6 separate regions of the Mus musculus genome follow, and regions 1, 2, 4, 5 and 6 are each linked to region 3. Evidence: chromatin contacts called from public ChIA-PET, HiChIP or PLAC-seq and promoter capture Hi-C data. All regions are on one chromosome and are shown on one strand. The core of a region is the stretch at or near the end of the contact, and the rest is flanking DNA. Distances in the headings are between cores, read along the strand shown. Region 1 holds the start of Tfcp2 (transcription factor CP2). Region 2 holds the start of Smagp (small cell adhesion glycoprotein). Region 3 holds the start of Dip2b (disco interacting protein 2 homolog B). Region 4 holds the start of Cela1 (chymotrypsin-like elastase family, member 1). Region 5 holds the start of Pou6f1 (POU domain, class 6, transcription factor 1). Region 6 holds the start of Tmbim6 (transmembrane BAX inhibitor motif containing 6).

Evidence for each region. Promoter capture Hi-C pulls out the DNA fragments that hold promoters and counts their contacts. ChIA-PET counts read pairs in DNA pulled down with a chosen protein or histone mark. HiChIP or PLAC-seq counts read pairs in DNA pulled down with a chosen protein or histone mark.
Region 1: a contact with region 3 is called in an RNA polymerase II ChIA-PET map of memory CD8 T cells, with 207 read pairs. The contact joins the promoter of Tfcp2 here to the promoter of Dip2b in region 3. A contact is called at or near these places in 9 of 39 promoter capture datasets (the 3T3-L1 cell line, 3T3-L1-derived adipocytes, embryonic stem cells and 5 more), 3 of 115 datasets of contacts at active chromatin or transcription factors (memory CD8 T cells and stem cell-derived neural progenitor cells) and 1 of 9 other capture datasets (liver).
Region 2: an H3K4me3 HiChIP or PLAC-seq map of stem cell-derived neural progenitor cells shows a contact between it and region 3, with 8 times the contacts expected there. The contact joins the promoter of Smagp here to the promoter of Dip2b in region 3. A contact is called at or near these places in 5 of 39 promoter capture datasets (embryonic stem cells, hippocampal neurons, liver and 2 more), 1 of 484 Hi-C or Micro-C datasets (embryonic stem cells) and 5 of 115 datasets of contacts at active chromatin or transcription factors (embryonic forebrain, embryonic stem cells, extraembryonic endoderm stem cells and 2 more).
Region 4: a promoter capture Hi-C map of 3T3-L1-derived adipocytes shows a contact between it and region 3, with 2.6 times the contacts expected there. The contact joins the promoter of Cela1 here to the promoter of Dip2b in region 3. A contact is called at or near these places in 10 of 39 promoter capture datasets (the 3T3-L1 cell line, 3T3-L1-derived adipocytes, embryonic stem cells and 6 more), 1 of 15 datasets of contacts at CTCF or cohesin (embryonic stem cells), 8 of 484 Hi-C or Micro-C datasets (the G1E-ER4 cell line, the N1E-115 cell line, cerebellum and 3 more), 5 of 115 datasets of contacts at active chromatin or transcription factors (embryonic stem cells, large pre-B cells, pro-B cells and 1 more) and 3 of 9 other capture datasets (embryonic stem cells, liver and pancreatic islet).
Region 5: a promoter capture Hi-C map of pre-B cells shows a contact between it and region 3, with 3 times the contacts expected there. The contact joins the promoter of Pou6f1 here to the promoter of Dip2b in region 3. A contact is called at or near these places in 3 of 39 promoter capture datasets (hippocampal neurons, pre-B cells and stem cell-derived epiblast-like cells), 1 of 15 datasets of contacts at CTCF or cohesin (embryonic stem cells) and 2 of 115 datasets of contacts at active chromatin or transcription factors (embryonic limb bud and embryonic stem cells).
Region 6: a FOXA1 HiChIP or PLAC-seq map of pancreatic cancer cells shows a contact between it and region 3. The contact joins the promoter of Tmbim6 here to the promoter of Dip2b in region 3. A contact is called at or near these places in 3 of 115 datasets of contacts at active chromatin or transcription factors (bone marrow-derived macrophages, memory CD8 T cells and pancreatic cancer cells).

Annotation. Positions count from the first base shown.
Region 1 is chr15:100,550,635-100,553,490 of GRCm38.p6, forward strand. Tfcp2 (transcription factor CP2) reads right to left here and starts at 1,374. Exons shown (of 16, transcript NM_033476.3): 1 at 1,276-1,374; 2 at 691-847. The coding sequence starts at 812.
Region 2 is chr15:100,635,435-100,638,252 of GRCm38.p6, forward strand. It overlaps Smagp (small cell adhesion glycoprotein), which reads right to left and starts at 1,506. Exons shown (of 4, transcript NM_174992.4): 1 at 1,125-1,506; 2 at 753-821. The coding sequence starts at 786.
Region 3 is chr15:100,037,291-100,039,990 of GRCm38.p6, forward strand. Dip2b (disco interacting protein 2 homolog B) reads left to right here and starts at 1,374. Exons shown (of 38, transcript NM_001159361.2): 1 at 1,374-1,619. The coding sequence starts at 1,520.
Region 4 is chr15:100,686,594-100,689,370 of GRCm38.p6, forward strand. It overlaps Cela1 (chymotrypsin-like elastase family, member 1), which reads right to left and starts at 1,327. Exons shown (of 8, transcript NM_033612.2): 1 at 1,261-1,327; 2 at 532-614. The coding sequence starts at 1,300.
Region 5 is chr15:100,598,520-100,601,286 of GRCm38.p6, forward strand. It overlaps Pou6f1 (POU domain, class 6, transcription factor 1), which reads right to left and starts at 1,465. Exons shown (of 11, transcript NM_001304965.1): 1 at 1,244-1,465.
Region 6 is chr15:99,391,646-99,394,359 of GRCm38.p6, forward strand. Tmbim6 (transmembrane BAX inhibitor motif containing 6) reads left to right here and starts at 1,302. Exons shown (of 10, transcript NM_026669.4): 1 at 1,302-1,395.

The sequences.
Region 1 (2,856 bases), core at 124-2,623, 510 kb after region 3:
ATTTCAGTTGTGCACTAGTACTCTCGTCTTTCTTTTGTCTTTTTGTTGTTGTTGTTGGGGTTTTTTTTGTTGTTGTTGTTTTTTCAAGACAGGGTTTCTCTGTGTAGTCCTGGCTGTCCTGGAACTCACTCTGTAGACCAGGCTGGCCTCGAACTCAGAAATCCGCCTGCCTCTGCCTCCCGAGTGCTGGGATCAAAGGCGTGCGCCTCTTTGTCACTTTTTAGACATTCTCAGCTCAAGTTTCCAAAGACAGGAACCCTGGAAGAAAACCTTAAAACAAGTCTGTTGTAAGAGACAGCTGTCTGTGGACTTCTTGTCCAAGGTATCCCATCTCTTCCCAACAAGTCGTCAACCTTGAACCTCAGTTCCCAGCTGCCGGACTTCTTTAGATATCCCTCAACTGCCCCTTCTTCACGTGAATCCAGACATACCCAAGCATACAGTCAGTGTCCAAGTCTCCTACACCATCTGGATGCAAGGGCCCTACAGAGTTGACTCTAGAGTCTTTCCTGTCCTCCCATACCACTACTACTCAAACCAGAGGATGGGGGAGGTAGGGAGGTGTAAGGGGGGGGGTAATCTGCCCACCAAGCTGCAGGCTGTTCTCTTAAACTGTACAGCCGCCCTCCCACCTTTCAAGATCCTGCCTTTGTTATTAAGAAGGTAAGGTCTGGGAGGCATCTCACTCACCTCATACTATAAGCACCAGCACCCAGTTCCTGGCCAATGCCGGACAGGCTAGCATCAAAGTCCTGCACAAGCCCCGACTCGATCACTTCGTCGGCTAGCGGCAGCTTCAGAGCCCAGGCCATCCCGGCTCCTTCCTTGCCCCAACAGGCGCCGGCTCCTGTACAAAGGCGCGGAGCGTAACTCTACCCGGCAGACAGCACAGTGGAAGTCAGCTACAAACCCAGCTCCTCGCGCAGCGCCCCAAGCCTGACCTACGGGCTGCACCCTGGCTACTCCTCGGGAGCCCCGGTGACAGGAATCCCTCCCGTTCGGCTCTCGGGATCGTGAGGCACCAGGTCCCGCCGGAGCTCAGCCGGACTCGGGCTCTCTGAAGCCCACCGGTCGGTCGCTCGGCGTCCTCCGCTCAGCCTCAAAGCGGAGACGCGCAGGACACCGGGCGCTCCGAGCGTCCCCTCCGCCCCCCTAGGTGGAAAGCTCCTCCCTCCGGGCATCCGCACTTTCCCTCAGGCCTCGCTTCCGGTCAACCAGATAACTTCCGGTCACCGATTCTTCTCCCCGCCCCCCCACTCCGCTCTCAGCACAAACCCAGGGTTCCTCCGAGCCGTCCCCACACCCTCCTTAGCCACCACGACCGCCTGGAAGCGTGGACAGCGAAAGTTCGGCGCAGACTCGAAGCGCAAACCCGCCCCCAGCGCCAACCAATCAGGACGTCCGCTACGGCCATGGCGCAACGTCACCATCCATCTACCAATGAAGAAGAGACTGGTTCTGTCTTCGCAGCGGTGATAGGCTATCGACGCGAAGGCTTCCGCCCCCGGAGTAGTGGGCGGGCTCAGTGCTTAGGCGTGAACCCGGGTCGCAGGCTCTCGGTCCTGACAGTAGAGCAGAACTGCGGTTCTATCTTTCCGCTTCCCGCTCCCATTCCCGGAGGGACTTTCGTTCCCGTGTGTCCAGTCCTAAACTCTCCCCATTTGCCTTCCCTTATCTTCACCCTTCTCCCTAAGGCATTCGCGCAGGAAACAGGGAAAACTATTGGGGTTTTTGTTGATGTTCAGACGGGGTCTTTAGGTAACTTTAGCTGACCCAGAACTGAGAGATCCACACCCCCAGCCTGAGTGCTAGGATCAAAAGCGTGCACACTACACCTTGCTTGTTGTTTTGTTTCTGTTTGGTTGGTTCTTTGATGTTTTGTTTTTGTTTGTTTTAGGCAATGATGAATGAGTGTTGGGGAAAAATCTGCAGAGCAAAGTCAGAGCTGGCATCTTTATTTATAGTATGATAACTTAAGAGTATTCTCCAAGAGATTGAATTTACTAAACTGTAAATCAAGAACAACCATAGCCAGGCATAGTGGTTCATGCCTTTGATCCCAGCACTCCAGAGACAGAGGCAGGCAGATCTGATTTCCAGGTGAGCCAGGGCTAGATAATGAAGACCCTGGAGCAGGAGGTGAAATCATACCTCCTCCACCTTGCTCCTGAGGATTAATTACGGCCATTTTTAAAATTAAGCACGGGCAAAATACCTGTATGCTATGAACAGTATTGCAGAAGTCCTCAAGACAGGGTTGTAATCCCTTCCTAAAAGGGCATTGTGTGTTCCTAAAAACCTAGCACTCAGTAGGCTGAGGCAGAAGGATCTCCACAAGTTCAAGAACAGTCTAGACTACATAGCAATTTCCATAACAGCCAGGTCTACCTAGCATCTCTAGTCATTGTTTGCTCGTTTGTTGAGACAGGGTTCTTTTTGTCGCCTGGGCTGTCTTGGAACTCTGTATACCACTAGGGTCCTTAGGTCACCAGACTGGCCTTGAAGTCAAAAGATCTGCCTGCCTCTGCCTCCCATCTTAAAAAAAAAAAAATTCTAAAGGTAAATGTCACTTATTTTACCAAACAGAAAGGTAAGGCTAGAACTAAATTGTCATGATAAACATGCCTCTGCCGGCCAAAGACATCCCCTGTCTGTGGAAGTGTGCTTCGTTCTGTATGCCAACACAATATCCTTATAGTCTGCTTTGACTTAGATTTGTATATAACTACTTCTCCCACTGAGTTTCTACCTCAGGAGAGATAGGGAAATGACTTGGTATGGTGGCTTACATCTTTAATCCCTGAATCTAGGAGGCAGACACAGGAGAATCTGTGGGGTTTAAGGCCAGCCTGGTCT
Region 2 (2,818 bases), core at 256-2,755, 600 kb after region 3:
CTCCCTCCCCGAACTTCATATCAGCAAAAAACAGTGTCCCTCAAAGTGAACGTTTGTTCTATACATAAGAAAACAAGTTAGTTCCTCCCACACCCAGGCTGGCACAAGGTGAAACCAATTAATATGTAAATATCCGTCAGCGCGCCAGAACCAGCCTGATTAGGAAAGGAAAGGTGAGACTCAATTCACCACCTGGCTCCTAGAATTTTTAAACACACCCCACATCCCTCTAGCCCAGGCTAGACTTAAATTCACTATTTAGCTGAGGATAACCTTGAGTTTCTGGTACTCCCGCCTCTACGTCCCAAGTTGCAGGGACTGCAGGCACAAGCCATCAAAATGGGTTTCATCTCAAGTTCTCTACCAATTAAGCGACATCACGAGTCCTCCCGGTTATCTTTAGAAGATTCCCTTTCTCCTTTACTTAACTACTGGGGTGAATGTAAAAATGGCTCCTTTGGGCATCAAAGAACTTCCTAAACCCAGGTGACTCGCAGTGCTTGGAATTGGTCCGGTCCAGACTTGAGAATAAAATAGCGCAAAAGGGCACACTGAAGTTGAATTCTGTTTTCTTGGAGCTTTTTCCTGCGTGAGGCCCGACAGCGGGTTGGTAGGGGTAGGGTGGGGTGGAGTGGGGTGGGGATGGGTGAGTCTTCCAGTCTACACTGAGTGAGGCCTCGCGGAATTCCAAGACCTGTTCTGGGGTGGGAATTCTTAAACAGCCCCCCTACTCCATAACTTTCATCACCTACCTTCAGGAGAAGGTGTGGCCGGTAGGTTGTTCATCGTTGCTGAGGGCAGGCTATTTCGTAGGGTCAGATCTGTGGGAAGAAGGACGGACAAGAATGAGGTGGACGGGCTCCTGAGGTCGCAGGGCTTGTAGATCCCAGGAGAGCCTCGGGCGCCAGGTTTTCCCCGAGTCCCTTCCCCTGGATATATCCACTCTCTTCCTTTCGGTTCTAATCAGCTTCCATAAACAAATCCTTCCCCCAAGAGCTGACCCTGGTCGCAGGGTCGGGGAATGGGTGGCGTTGGTGACCCTTTCCCCAGGCCTGGGAAAGTTAAGCAAGGGTCGGCCCGGTTGCGCCCATGAGCGATCCGGGTCCCTTAGCCACCTGCATTACCTGGGCTTCCAGGGCCAGGAGCCCCGCCGAGCCGTCCGCTGGGTGCGCCCCGCTCCCCGGGGATCCCGCGTGCCCCGGGCCCGCGCCCTGGCCGTCGAGTGTCCCTGCAGCCGCGCAGTACCCGTGCGGGTCAGGTCGCAGGCGCGCGGCGGCCGAGTGCGGGCTCCGGGCTTCCGCGCAGCGCGCTCACCTTTCCAGTCCGACGGGCGGGCAGGGCCGGGCGCCGCGCGTCCTTTTGAACTCGCCGGGGTGGGAGCGGCCGAGAGTCGCCGGAGCCGCGCCCGGGACCCCGCGCCGAGCGGCCGCCGAGCCCGGACCGCGGTGGGAGGGACAGGAAGGAGCTCGGGGCCGCCCTCAGCAGGTTCCCCCGGGAGGAAAGGCCACTGTCCGGAGCCGCTCCGCCCCCGTGCCGGGCTCGGCCGGGGTCGGCAGCGCCAGCTGTAGGGCGAGCGAGGGGCGTGTCCCGCGGGAGCTCAGTCACGCGTGGGCCCTCTGGAGTCCGCGACTTCGGGGCGACTTAGCCGAGCACCTCCCGGGGCCACCTGGACCTTCCGCGTGCGACCTTCCCAGGAGGCGGTGGAGCGTGGAGAGGGTAGGAGGTGTGGCTGTGGGCTGTTTAGGATTAAAAGCTCCAGCGTAAGTGCTTGCCAGCTGGGTGGCTGTGGGCACATTCCTGAACACCTCAGTAGTCGGTTTCCTCATCCCTAAAATGGGGACTGAAAGTGGCAATTCCCGTAAGGCCGTTTTACAGCCTTGGTCCTAGCCCGAGGCAAGCGCCTTGATTTAAATATTCATCAGTGCTGTACTTTAGCAGCAGTTGGACTCACGTCAGTGACAGGAAATGCTCCCAAATTAACTAGAGGAACTCGTTGACTAAGAGGCAATAATTCTATATAACAGGCTCTGGAGGTGGTCCCGCTGTGTAAGCTAGCGCAGGTTACTTCTGATTCTTTGGGCAAAGCTGTGTGAACTCAGGGTTAGGGTTATTGCGGAGCTCCAATGAGTTGCCTAGAACCTCACCTAGCACATGATAATGTGCTCAAAAAACACTGGCCAGGTTACCTGGGTAGCTCACTGAGGGTCGGACCTGACCAACCACACTTGGCTTTCATGTCTTTTTTTTTTTTTTTCTTTAAAATATAACCTTTAAAAGTTGCTTTGGGGGGCGGGGGAGGGGGGGAGAGGGGTTAGCTGGAGAAAGGCTCCCAGTAGTTCACAACGTCCTGTGATTCAGTTTCAGGAGATCTTGATGCCCTCTTCTGGCCTCCACCGGCACCGGCAGGCTCACTTAAAACTTTGCTGGGGCTGATGAGAAAGCTTAGTCAGTGAAGATACCTAACTGCCTTGTAAAGCTAACAACTGAGTTTCCCAGAAACCACAAGCTGGCCTCAGGTTAGGACCCACTGCCTCAGCTTTGGTATTGCTGGCACGACAGGTTGGCACATGACACCCAGTCTATACCCAGACGCAGCCTGTCAACACTGTCCAGAGTCTGGGGAGCAGGGACTCAGGATGCGTCTGTGTCAGACCTCCATAAGGAGTCAAGTGAATCGATGATGGACACGGTCTCACATGGACAGCCAGTCTTCTCCAAGAGTGAAACTTAAGCCTCGGAAACTGAAGCAGCCATGCTTTTGTCAACAGACCTCTAGGGACCTCAGGGCAGACAAGAGACAGGTGACATTTATCTTCGC
Region 3 (2,700 bases), core at 124-2,623:
GTTTTTGGTAAGAATACAGGAATGTAAAATTTGAAATGTAAATAAAGAAAATAATAATAATAAAAGAGGGGAAAAAGAATACAGGGATTTTTTTTTTTTGGCCTTCCTTATATATACTAAACTAGAATGAGTACTTTTGGACTACATATAGGTTACATACTGAGGTGGCTAAAAAAAAAAAAAAAAAAGCTATCCCCAACTCCCCATCAAGCTAGGGCACGTCTTTGATTCCAACACTCAGCAAGGAGGCAGATGAAAGTGGATCTTTGTCCTTTGTCGGTTGAGTAGAGAGTTCCAGGTCAGGCAAGACTGCATAAAGAGATGTCTTTCTTTCTTTCTTTCTTTCTTCTTCTTCTTCTTCTTCTTCTTCTTCTTCTTCTTCTTCTTCTTCTTCTTCTTCTTCTTCTTCTTCTTCTTCTTCTTCCTCCTCCTCCTCCTCCTCCTCCTCCTCCTCTTCTTCCCCTTCCCCTTCCTCTTCCCCTTCCTCTTCCTCTTCCTCTTCCTCTCCTCCCCCTCCCCTCTCCGTTCCTCGCTCCTCCAGACAGGGTCTTAACTGTGTAGCCCTGGCTGAATAGGAATTCACTATGTAGACCAGGCTGGCCTCAAACTCAGAGATTAGCCTGCTTCTGCCTCTTGTGTGCTGGGATAAAAGGCGTGCACCATTATACCGAATGCGGTGTATGTAGCCGTGTGTGTAGAGGTCTGCAGAGGTCCTCAAGCTGGCATTAGACGCCCAGTGCTGAGAACTGAGCTTAGGCCTTCTGCAGAAGCAGCCAGCGATTGTAACAATGAAACCATGTCCCCAACCCCTATTCCCACAGAAGTTCTTTTTATAAGTCTTTAGGAGTCAAGGCAAGATGAAGCAAGTTCGACTGTGATCTTTTTTCTTGTGTTTTGAGACAGGTCTCATGTAGCCCAGGCTGGCTCTCACTGAGGAGAGAATGACCTTGAACTTCAGATCCTCCGGTTTCCACCTCCTGAGTGCTGGGATTACAAGAAGCACCGAAAAAGAAATCAAAGAGTTGTTGGCAGGCATAATCCAGAATCTGGGGTAGATGAAGGATGTGGCCTGTAGGCAGGTCCATCAGGGAAAATGGGGGAAAAGACATGACAGATGCATGCTCTCCCGAGTGAGAGGGACTGGAAGAAGTAAGGGCAACGTCCCGGAGTCCTCTTGCTTGAGAGTTTGTGGAAGGTAGGCGTCATATGCAGCAGGTGCCGCATCTTCCCAAGGAGAGCAGAGCAGGCGACGGCAGCCTGCGCTCTCCAAGATCCGCGGTAGAGGGCGCTGTAGCCACGCCCGTCCTGCGTCTCCGGGGCGGGACGAGCTCCAGGCCGGGGGGCGGGGCCGCACGCTCACGTGACCCTCGCTCATGGCGGCGGCGGCGGCGGCGGCAGCGGCAGCGCCGGCGGCTCTCGGCGGCTGGAGCCGGATCCTGTAGCCGGGGTGTGGGCCCGCGTCAGTCCGTCCCTCCTTCGGCCCCCTCTCGTCTTCCGGAGTGTGGCTGGCGCAGCCGCGATGGCGGAGCGAGGCCTGGAGCCGTCGCCGGCCGCGGTGGCCGCGCTGCCCCCCGAGGTGCGGGCGCAGCTGGCTGAGCTGGAGCTGGAGCTGTCTGAGGGTAGGCGAGCGCGCGGCGGGCCGGGCGAGCGGGCGAGCGGGCGGCGGCCTGTGGGCGGCTGGGCTGGCGGGGCTCGCCGCTCCCCACCCGCGAAGCGCGGCTGGGCTTTCATTGTTGTCCCTGGGGGGCCCCGCAGGACCCGGGGACGGGTCAGCTGGAGACAAAGCTGCGCCCTCCGGCTGACACCTTGCCCCTCTGCTGCCTTGCTCCCGAAGGGCCGCTCGCCTGTCCCCTCGCTCCGGCTTCAGAACGAGGCGCAGGGGGACGCCGCAGCTGCACGTCTTCCTGCTTCTCTAACAATGCGAGGTGCCTCACCAGTGACAGGCGTGAGAAAGGAGCGGGGGAGCCATTGAGGGTCCGAGGGAGGTCGGAAGCGGTGGCGCTAACCCAGAGACCCCCCGATCCGCTGCCTCTAGACCGCCTCTGTCCTTGGGAGCAGCAGGCTTTTCTTGCCACCTGCATTCAGTCTAGGTTTTCCTATCTGGTCACCTTTTGGAGTCTTTGTAGAGGTGGCTACCGGGTACATGCAAATCCTGGCCGGCACCCTCTTTCTTTTGACAATGGATTGGTACAGGGAGGGTTGGGTTTGTGTAGATAATTTCAAACATGGACTAAATCTGGGCTCTGTTACAAGAGAAGTGCCTTGGATAACAATGAGGACCTCAATGCCGGCTGTGGGCATGTGGTCAGGCGAATGTGCTGTGGAGATCAGCTTCTCTGTAAAGTTCCTGTTTTTATCGCAGGCGGCCTCTGAACAAAAGCAGCATTTTCTCCGCGCTTGGTTTCCGTACACTTCGCTGATGTCTCCAGAGTTGCATATTGTTGAATTCCTTGCCAAAGACCCTCCCCAGTATTTTTCAAGTTCACTAAAAACTGTTGATTGGAAAAGAGTAAGGAATGTGATCAAGTTCCCAGGAGCGTTCTAGTTCCGACTTTTTGTTAACTTGTCACGACACTGGGCTTTTTCAAACCTTTTTGAGAATCACTTATAGTGAAAAGCCAGAAGTGCGTTTGAGTGTCACAGATCTTACTCGATTGAAGGAAATAATTAATTTTAATAACCCTTTAAGGCTTTCCCAAT
Region 4 (2,777 bases), core at 77-2,576, 650 kb after region 3:
AGTGACCCAGAAGCTTGGGGAGTTCAGTGAGGCGGGTGAGGGGTTGGCACCAGCATGGTATGCAGCATACAGCGGAGCGGCAGAAACATGAAAGGCCACGCCACAAACATGGTGGAAGGTTAGCAACCTTCTGTGCTGTGGCAGTCTGGCACTTTGTCTGTGTCTCTGTGTCTCTGTGTCTCTCTCTGTGTGTGTCTCTCTCTCTCTCTATCTCTCTCTCTCTGTCTCTCTCTCTCTCTCTCTCTCTCTCTCTCTCTCTCTCTCTCTCTCTCACACACACACACACACACACACACACGTTTGAGAGTCTATGACCACAAGACTGGTATATAAATTCATCCCCCGCCCCCAATCATTTTGTATTTAGACTCCCACCTCAGTCTTGTTCCACACATGGTTAAAATCTAGAATTAGACAGCAAGTGAGCTGCCTGCTGGTAAAAACACATATACACCTAAAATACATTTTTGGGGGTGTGTGATGCACAGCATCTTTTGTTTGGGTAAAAGCCTGGGCTAGAGCAACACCCACCTGAGACGGCCAAGAGTTCCTCCGGGCTTCAGCCCCTCCAACCACGCGGGCGTCAGTTTCCGGAACGTCCTCGGTACTGTGTCCTTTGTGGGGCAGAGAGCGAGTGATGACTAAGCGTGGGTCTGGCCGGGTGGGGGGTGGGGCGAGGCAGCTACACTGTGAAGACTGTTAGCTTTGTCTGCAGATTTACTGCTCTCCCCCAAAACACTGAGGGGCCAGTTCTGAGTCATCTGTGCCCCTTTTGCTTCTTTTGAAAACAGTGCCTCAGAGTGCTTTCTTTTCCTCTGGGGTGTCTGAAGTGTCTGGGGTGTCATTTTCCCTTGCCATGAAAGTCCTGCCCAAACCACTAAGCTAGGGTCCACTGGTGCCTAGGCTCACCCCCACTCAAGGCCACCGCTCAGCTGAAGGAAACCCCTCCCGGGCTTCAGGAGGATTCTCCAGGAGCAGTGTGCATCCAATCAAGCAGTGTCTGGGCATCTTGCAGCCAAGAGGGCTGGTGGGGAACTCCCAAGGGGCTCCTTCTCTGCCTCTTGACTCAACCTCCTGCAAGGCCAGGCAGTGCGCCTCAGCGCCTGTCCTTTGCTCAAGGAGAGTAAGGCTTTTGCTAGGCTGACAGACACAGCTTTCTGCCTTCCTCTGAGATAGAAAGCCAGCCAGGGCGTAGAGACTTTATGATCCTCCCTGCTCAAGTCCACCTCCCTCAGAACTTGGGCCAAATGATCCACTTACCACACAGGACCAGGGAAGCAAACACCAGGAAGCGCAACATGTTGTGGAGAGAGTAGACCACTGTCCCCTTGCCATGAACCGAGCCCTCTTTATACGCCTCTTATCAGCAGCTTTGCTGACCTTCCTCCTGCCAGCTGGGCAGGGCCATGGGTAGAAGGCAGGGAAAAGCGCAGGTGACATGAAAGTACAAATGAACAAAATTTTAAGTCAACTCATTTATCTGATATTCAAAGACAGAACAAGGACGGCATCCACTTAACCCAAGTCAACTGAGTTGACCTCAGTTGAGACGCAGCCTGCAAATCCTTAGCGGGCTTTCGAGATGGCTGAGAGGGTGAAGCCGTTTGCCACCAAGCTGACCACCTACGTTCAATCCTCGCAACTCACATGGTGGAAGAGTGGATGGATTCCTGCGAGTTGTCCCCTGCTTGCCACACGCATGCCCTCATGCACACATGGACACACCACAAACACATAGATAGGTAAACACAATAATAAAAAATTCAAAATGGGACTGGAGAGATGGCTCAGAGGTTAAGAGCACTGACTGCTTGCTCTTCCAGAGGTCCTGAGTTCAATTCCCAGCAACCACATGGTGGCTCACAACCATCTGTAATGGGATCTGATGCCCTCTTCTGGTGCATCTGAAGTCAGCTACAGTGTACTTACATAAAATAAATAAATCTTTTTTTTTTTTTTTTAATTCAAGATGAAGAATGAGGATTGCTTTTTTTGGTCATATGTGCCCCGTGTTGTCCGAATCTCTCCCATCACCCACCACTGTCCCACTGTCCACTGTGGCACTATACATACAGAGACCTGTCCTGTGCACGTAGGGATTGGGGTTTGGGGAGCAGGTGAGGCATGGCACCTTCTCTATGTCCAAAGAGGGAGATGGGTTTGTCCACAGCACAGAGATGTAGGCTGAAACCCAGGAACAGAGCGAAGATGATGCTATGAAGAGGAAACAGGTCTGGAAAGGTTCCAGAGGGAAGCTACTCTCAGGGCAAGAGCATGTGAGCAGGAGGGCTGAGAGCACAGCAGGGGAAGGACCAGCAGAAGAAGGAGGTCAGAGGGTGGTATGCCCCAGAGAGTATAGAGGGCCATGAGCGGGGCACAAGATGGCCGGCCTCAGAGCAGAGGACTGTGGGAACAGTAGCTCAGAAGCTGCCAGGCTTCCCCGGGACCCTAGTTACCTTTGAACCGGAGTCCAGGTTTTGGGGCTGCAGGGTTGGGAGAGGCTGGGGAAAAGGCTTATAGGAAATCTGTCCCCTGAGCCTTCAGGAGAGTCAATGCCCAGGTAACTTGAGTGGCTCCATCTGCAGCTCACCTTCAAGCATCCAGAAACAGAGGTGATCTCAGGGAGAGGGATGAGCTGGCTGGGGAAACCAGGCCTCCTCATCCTCATCCTCCTCGTCCTCCTCGTCCTCCTCATCCTCCTTCTTGTCTTCCTTCTCCTCCTCCTCCTCTTCCTTCTCCCCCCCTCCTCCCTTCTTGCCTCTCTGGAGACTGGCAGG
Region 5 (2,767 bases), core at 215-2,714, 560 kb after region 3:
CTTTGATCCTCCGGCTGCAGTTTCACACCTGGCTGCTGGGGTTACAGCTGTGCATCAACAGTTTTACTTTTCTTAGTTGCCAAATAGTTAGTGCCTCTAGGAAGAAACAGAAACCAGCGTGTCTTCTCTGTTTCTCTCTCTCTGGCTTTACCTGATCTGATTTTTTTTTTTTTGTTTTTTTCCGAGTTTGTTTGTCTTGCTCCTTCCAGGACAGGTGGGGCTTTGTCTGAGTGCGGCTCTCGCACACTGATTTTTTTTTATTGAAGTACCATAGAAGGAATGAATGTGATTCTGCTTTACATATGTAAAGAGGCCCCCGAGTCACAGAAATATCCTGCTCACAAACTTCAATCAAAACGGAATACACGCCCAGCATGCCGGTTTGCAGTGTTGACTGTCGTAGATTACCAAAGCGACGGGTATATATGCATGGAACTGGGGGCCCCGCCTTCTATTTTGTGAGCAAGGAATGCCAGGGAGCCAACAGGCTACAGTCTCTGTGTCTGCTAGGAGCTTCCTGTCTTTGGCCTAGGGAAGCTTTTGAGCAGGCTTTCATTTTCTCCTGCCCAGCTGCAGCGACTACTCTGTAAAGGTTTCAGGCTTCCCACCCAAGCCCGAGGAGGCGATCTTAGCGCTGAAGTGGCTTAGAAGCCACTCTGGAGATCCCTCAGCCTTGCCAGGTGCAAATGTCCCGGGAGGAGATAGTGGGCCCGTTTTATGACATTATTAATACTAATACTGTCATTAAATATTTATGAAGTGCTCACGCTCTGATCGACGGTGACCCTCCCACCATTCCCCCATCCTTCCAGTGACAGCGAGGTCTCTGCCCCCCAGAGTCCCACCAGCCCTTTCTCCGGAGTAGCGGTGACAGGTCGCCAGGGAACCCAAGCGTCCCGGGATCCAGGACTCTACGTGCCTCTCCCCGACACCCCGCCCCCCACCAGGGCAGGGCGTCCACCCAAGCGGCCGCCCCTCCTCGAGTGTCCGCGGGGACCGGAGACCAGGGTGCGGCCCGGGGTCTGCGGCCCCAGGTGGGCAGAGCGCGGCCCTCGACTCCCAGAGCTCCAGCCTCCGGGGCCGCAGCCCGCCGCCCCGGCCCCGCGCCTTTTTCTCTCTTTATCATAAATATATAAATTATGCTAATTACGGGCATTGCATATTAACCAAATTCGAAACCTCCCCTGCCCGGCCCCCTCCCCCTCCGTGCAAAGCCCTCCCCGCCCCGGACCCCGCTACTCACCGGAGCCCGAAGCCCAGCCTCCCGCTCCCCGGCTGCCCAGCGGCCACCGGCTAGACACTCATCCCCCAGCCCGGGCCAGGGGGCCGCGGCCGGGGCGGCCGCCCGCAGACAAAGAAGCCGGAGCGGCTCGGCCCGGCTCGCTCGGCCCGGAGCCACTCGGGACCCGCCGCCCCCTGAGCCCCCCGCCGGGGCTGGCAGAGCGGAGCGGCGGTGGGTTGCGGGCCACGCACGGGCCGGGACGCCGGGGGCGGGGGCGGCCAGGTGCAGTCCCCTCCTCGCCCCCTCCTCCCTCCCCCCCTTTCCCTCCTTCTGCTACTTGGATTTTTTTAGCTGCTGCGTCATGAGCATAATTTATGCAAAGCGCTTTGCCGCATGCTGCACCTCCCGCGCCAGCCGCCGGGGGCGGCGGTCAGGAAAAGGAGGGGGGGTCTGGGAAGCTGCGAGCTGCGCGTGGGGGTGGGTAGGAACCCCAGGCCTCGCGGGGACTGGGACCCAGGGCCTGTGGGGCCGCTTGACTCAGCCCCCTTGGAGAGCAGGACTGGAGTCTCGATAGGGGACCCCGTGTCGCCTTCCCTTCAGCCGAGGATTGAGCAGTGACAACCGTGACTCTCTGGTGGTCAACTGCCCTTCTCAACGGCCAACCTCAAGTTCACGTCTGTCCTCTAGGCCGTAAAGGAGAGGGAACTCGGACGTCACTAAGGCTCAGGGTCTCCGGAGCAGCTGTGCACATCCCAGAGGGACCAGGGTCCCGGACGCTCTGCTGAGCTAGCTCGCTTTCCCACCTTCAGGAGGGGCGGGGTCCCACCTGCAGCCTGCGGGCTAGTCAAGCAGCACACGAAGGTGTGAAAAGAAAGGCAAAGTTTGACGCGATGGAGAAAAACAAGCCACTGTTTTGGGGACCGTGATGGTGGGGAGGGTTTGTTATATCTACTGACTTTTGAAGGTAGAGGGAGACTCAGAGGCCGATTAGGGGCCAGGGGAACGAAGGTTTGGGACATAATGGACAAAAGAAGGAAGACCAGGAGAGCGAGAAAGAATGAAGGGAGTCACCAGAGAAGAGCGTTATCAACGCAGCCAAGTGGATTCCCAACAGTGTTTCCCTCTTCGCCCTCACCCCACACCCGTGCTTCCGTGGTCTAGGATGATCTCGGTAGGCCGTGCAGAAGCAGCAATAGGAGAAATGATGAACTGTAGAGCCCTTGCCAGACAGTCCCTTAAACGTCTCCAGTGGAAGCACACACTCAGGAGGAGAGGGGAGCAGCATCGGCTGGGTTTGACCAACAGGTACACTCCAGGCTGCCTGCATCATGCTGGCTACTGGTGCCGCAGAGCTGGGCTGTCCGCTGTTTTCCTGGGGCCATGGAGGAGGCACTGCGGGTGAGACTAACTAAAGGGTCAAGAACCAGAAAGCTTGGGGTTTTATCCCAGCGCGTCCATCCATTTGCGGTCTAGGCAAACGATACAGTTTAGTTTTACAAACAGAGGTAGCCTGAGCCGGGCACCGTCCCACCTGTAGGACCGGCT
Region 6 (2,714 bases), core at 52-2,551, 650 kb before region 3:
TGCCCAACCCCCAACCCCGTTTCTCCGTGCTTTCTCTGGGTATTTCTGGCTGTTCTGGAACTCGTTCTATAGACCAGGCTGCTCTCAGACCAGCGATCTGCTCGCCTCTACCTCCTGAGTGTGTAGTAGGTAAAAGTTACCTTGGCCCAAACCATGGTCAGCCCTAAGGGCTTTGCTGGAAGCAGAACTGAGAGGCTCAGATGGTCTTCCACCTTTCCTCTACACACTCCTCAGGCTGCCTCACTCTGGAGTCCTTCAGGGCCCTAATTCAGCATGCAGCCCTCAACTACCCAGGATCCAGCTGGAACCCATTCTATACTTGTGATTTCAGACAGTACTAATGAGTTGTGAAATTGATTTTTAAAAGCATAGGCCACAAAAAATAAAAATAAGAAAATAAAGGCTCCTGGTTTTTGGTTTTTTTCTCTCTTTTAAAATTAGCTTCACAGCTCCTTCCAACTAGGTTATGCTCCAACTAGGGAACACGCCCTAAGGGACGTGGCGAGCCAGGGAACCACCTGCTCTTTGACCGCCCTTGGCCAGGTCTCTAAAGAGCTGGTTAGGATTGCAAGACCAGGTCTTTGAGGCCGTTACACCTGACTTGCAGGGCCTTGGGTAACTACCAAAAACCACTCACTTCCATGCAGGTGGTTGTGGTCTCTGTAGCCAGTTTGCTTGGGGCTCCTGAGCTACCGGGTAGCCTCAGACCCTCCAGGCTGGGGTCCCTGGGTCCCTGTAGAATGGCTGGCCCTTCAAAGGTGCTCTGAAGCGTAAGCGCCATTATATTCAATGTTAAAAGGTCTCGAGAAAGCCGGGTGTCGGTGGCGTATGTCTTTAATCCCAGCACTTAAGAGACTGGTCTACAGAGTGAGTTCCAGGAAGGCCAGGACAGAGAAACCCTGTCTCAAAAAACAAAACAGAGATCCCAGGGAGAGCTGCCTCGCTTTCCTTCATTACCATCCCATGAGAGGCTTAAAACCAGCATCTTGGGACATTTTAGTGTCATGGGTGGGTGGTCTCACATGACAACGGTCTAAGCCTGACACGCCCCATTTCACTTTTCCTACTCCATGGGTCTGAAGCCCGACGTCCATCCTTCCTATGTAGGGGGAAGAAGGCGGAGGCCTATTGCTAAGGTGCGGGTTGGTGGCTACAGTCTTGATTGACAGGGGTATTAGCCAATGACTCTGACGAAAGCGGCTGCTGTTTATGAACGTGCAGATAACGGACAGGAGCAGTGCAGCCGGGGGCCAATGAGAACTCGCCTGGGCAGGTCTGAGGGCGGGGTTTCCCTAGGGGGCGGGTGTGGGTAGACTTCCAGCGCCAACCCCCGGAGACTCAGAGCACATCCGGTTTTAGCAGAGCAGGGAAGCTCCGGAGAGGTGGGCTGAGAAGGTACGTGCGAAACTAGGATCGGGCAAACCCGGAGTGAGGGATAGGGAGGGAGCAAGCGCGGGAGAGGGTAGTAGCTTCCGTTTTCGGACGGATCAGCTCCTTAGGCAACCCGGCCTGTTCTGCGTCGAGATCGAAGGAAAGCTGGGCGGGGAGGGACGCGGAGGAACTAATGCCGCGCATGCGCAGCAGCGCCGGCGGGGGCGAGTCTGCGGGGTCTCCCGGGCAGTTGGACCTGTGTCTGTGGCGAAGGCAGGCCTCTTAGCGACCCTCGCTTGCGTCCCTTCCACCCTCAGCCGAGTTCAGGGCTTGAATTCGGGACGGGTCCCCCACCCCTGACTTTGAGGTAAACGAAAGAGAAAGCTGTGTCGTTGTGGTCACCCCGCCCCACCCTGCGATCGCCTCTCGGCTGTTCCTTCTCGGGTTCCTCTGCCTCGCCTGGGTGAGCCGTCGGGGTTGGGGACTTGAGGTAGGCCTGGTTATAAGGCTGCCCTGTCACGGCGGGCCAGGTGATGTCACACTTCTTTATGACACTCGAGATTCCTTAGTTACTTAGAAGCCAATGGTAGAGGCCGAGGTGAGAAGCCCCGGGCTTAGCCTGGCTCCCCAGGCCCACGGAGCAGCCCCACTCTGATCTGATTGGTTGCCTCTGGACAGGTGAGGTGGCCTTGATTGCTTCGTCCTGAACCCTGGGTGAGTTCCAGAGTCTGCCCCGGAAGGGCGGCGATGGGTACTGTTTTTCTTGGACTGACTGATAAGTAGGCTTTGGCTTGCCTGCCTTCGTTTCTTTCCTTTTCTTTTTTTTTAAACAACAAAAACAAAAACAAGTTGTCTGGTGCCAGGCCAGGTTGCTTTGCCTGTCCAACCAGGCTTGTGTTGGCCAAACAACAAAACCACTTTGAACTTGAGACTCTCCAGTTACACAAACTACCTGTGAATGTGTAACACTTCGGACGAGCTGACTGCCTGAAACACAGACAGGAATTTGAAGGCTGAAGGTCAATGCCAGACTTTGTAGTTACTTATTAATATTTGTATGTGGTTTACCTTGTGGCTGTATGGGTATCTTAAGAGAGAGGTATGATTCAGGAAGTCCCTGAATTGCCCAATCACGTTTTCATGCCTTCTGCTAACACACTTAAGTCAGTAGTTGCTACATTTATTTTCTTTGGTGTTTCTTTATTGTCTAATTTGTTTTCTGCTTTGACTTGAACAAGTGGACATTTAGATTCCCCTCAGTTTTCCCCTAGTAGAGAGTGTCTGGAGTCCTTGAGAAACACAGCCTGTAACTTAGATCCACTTTTCCACTTCCATTATTCATC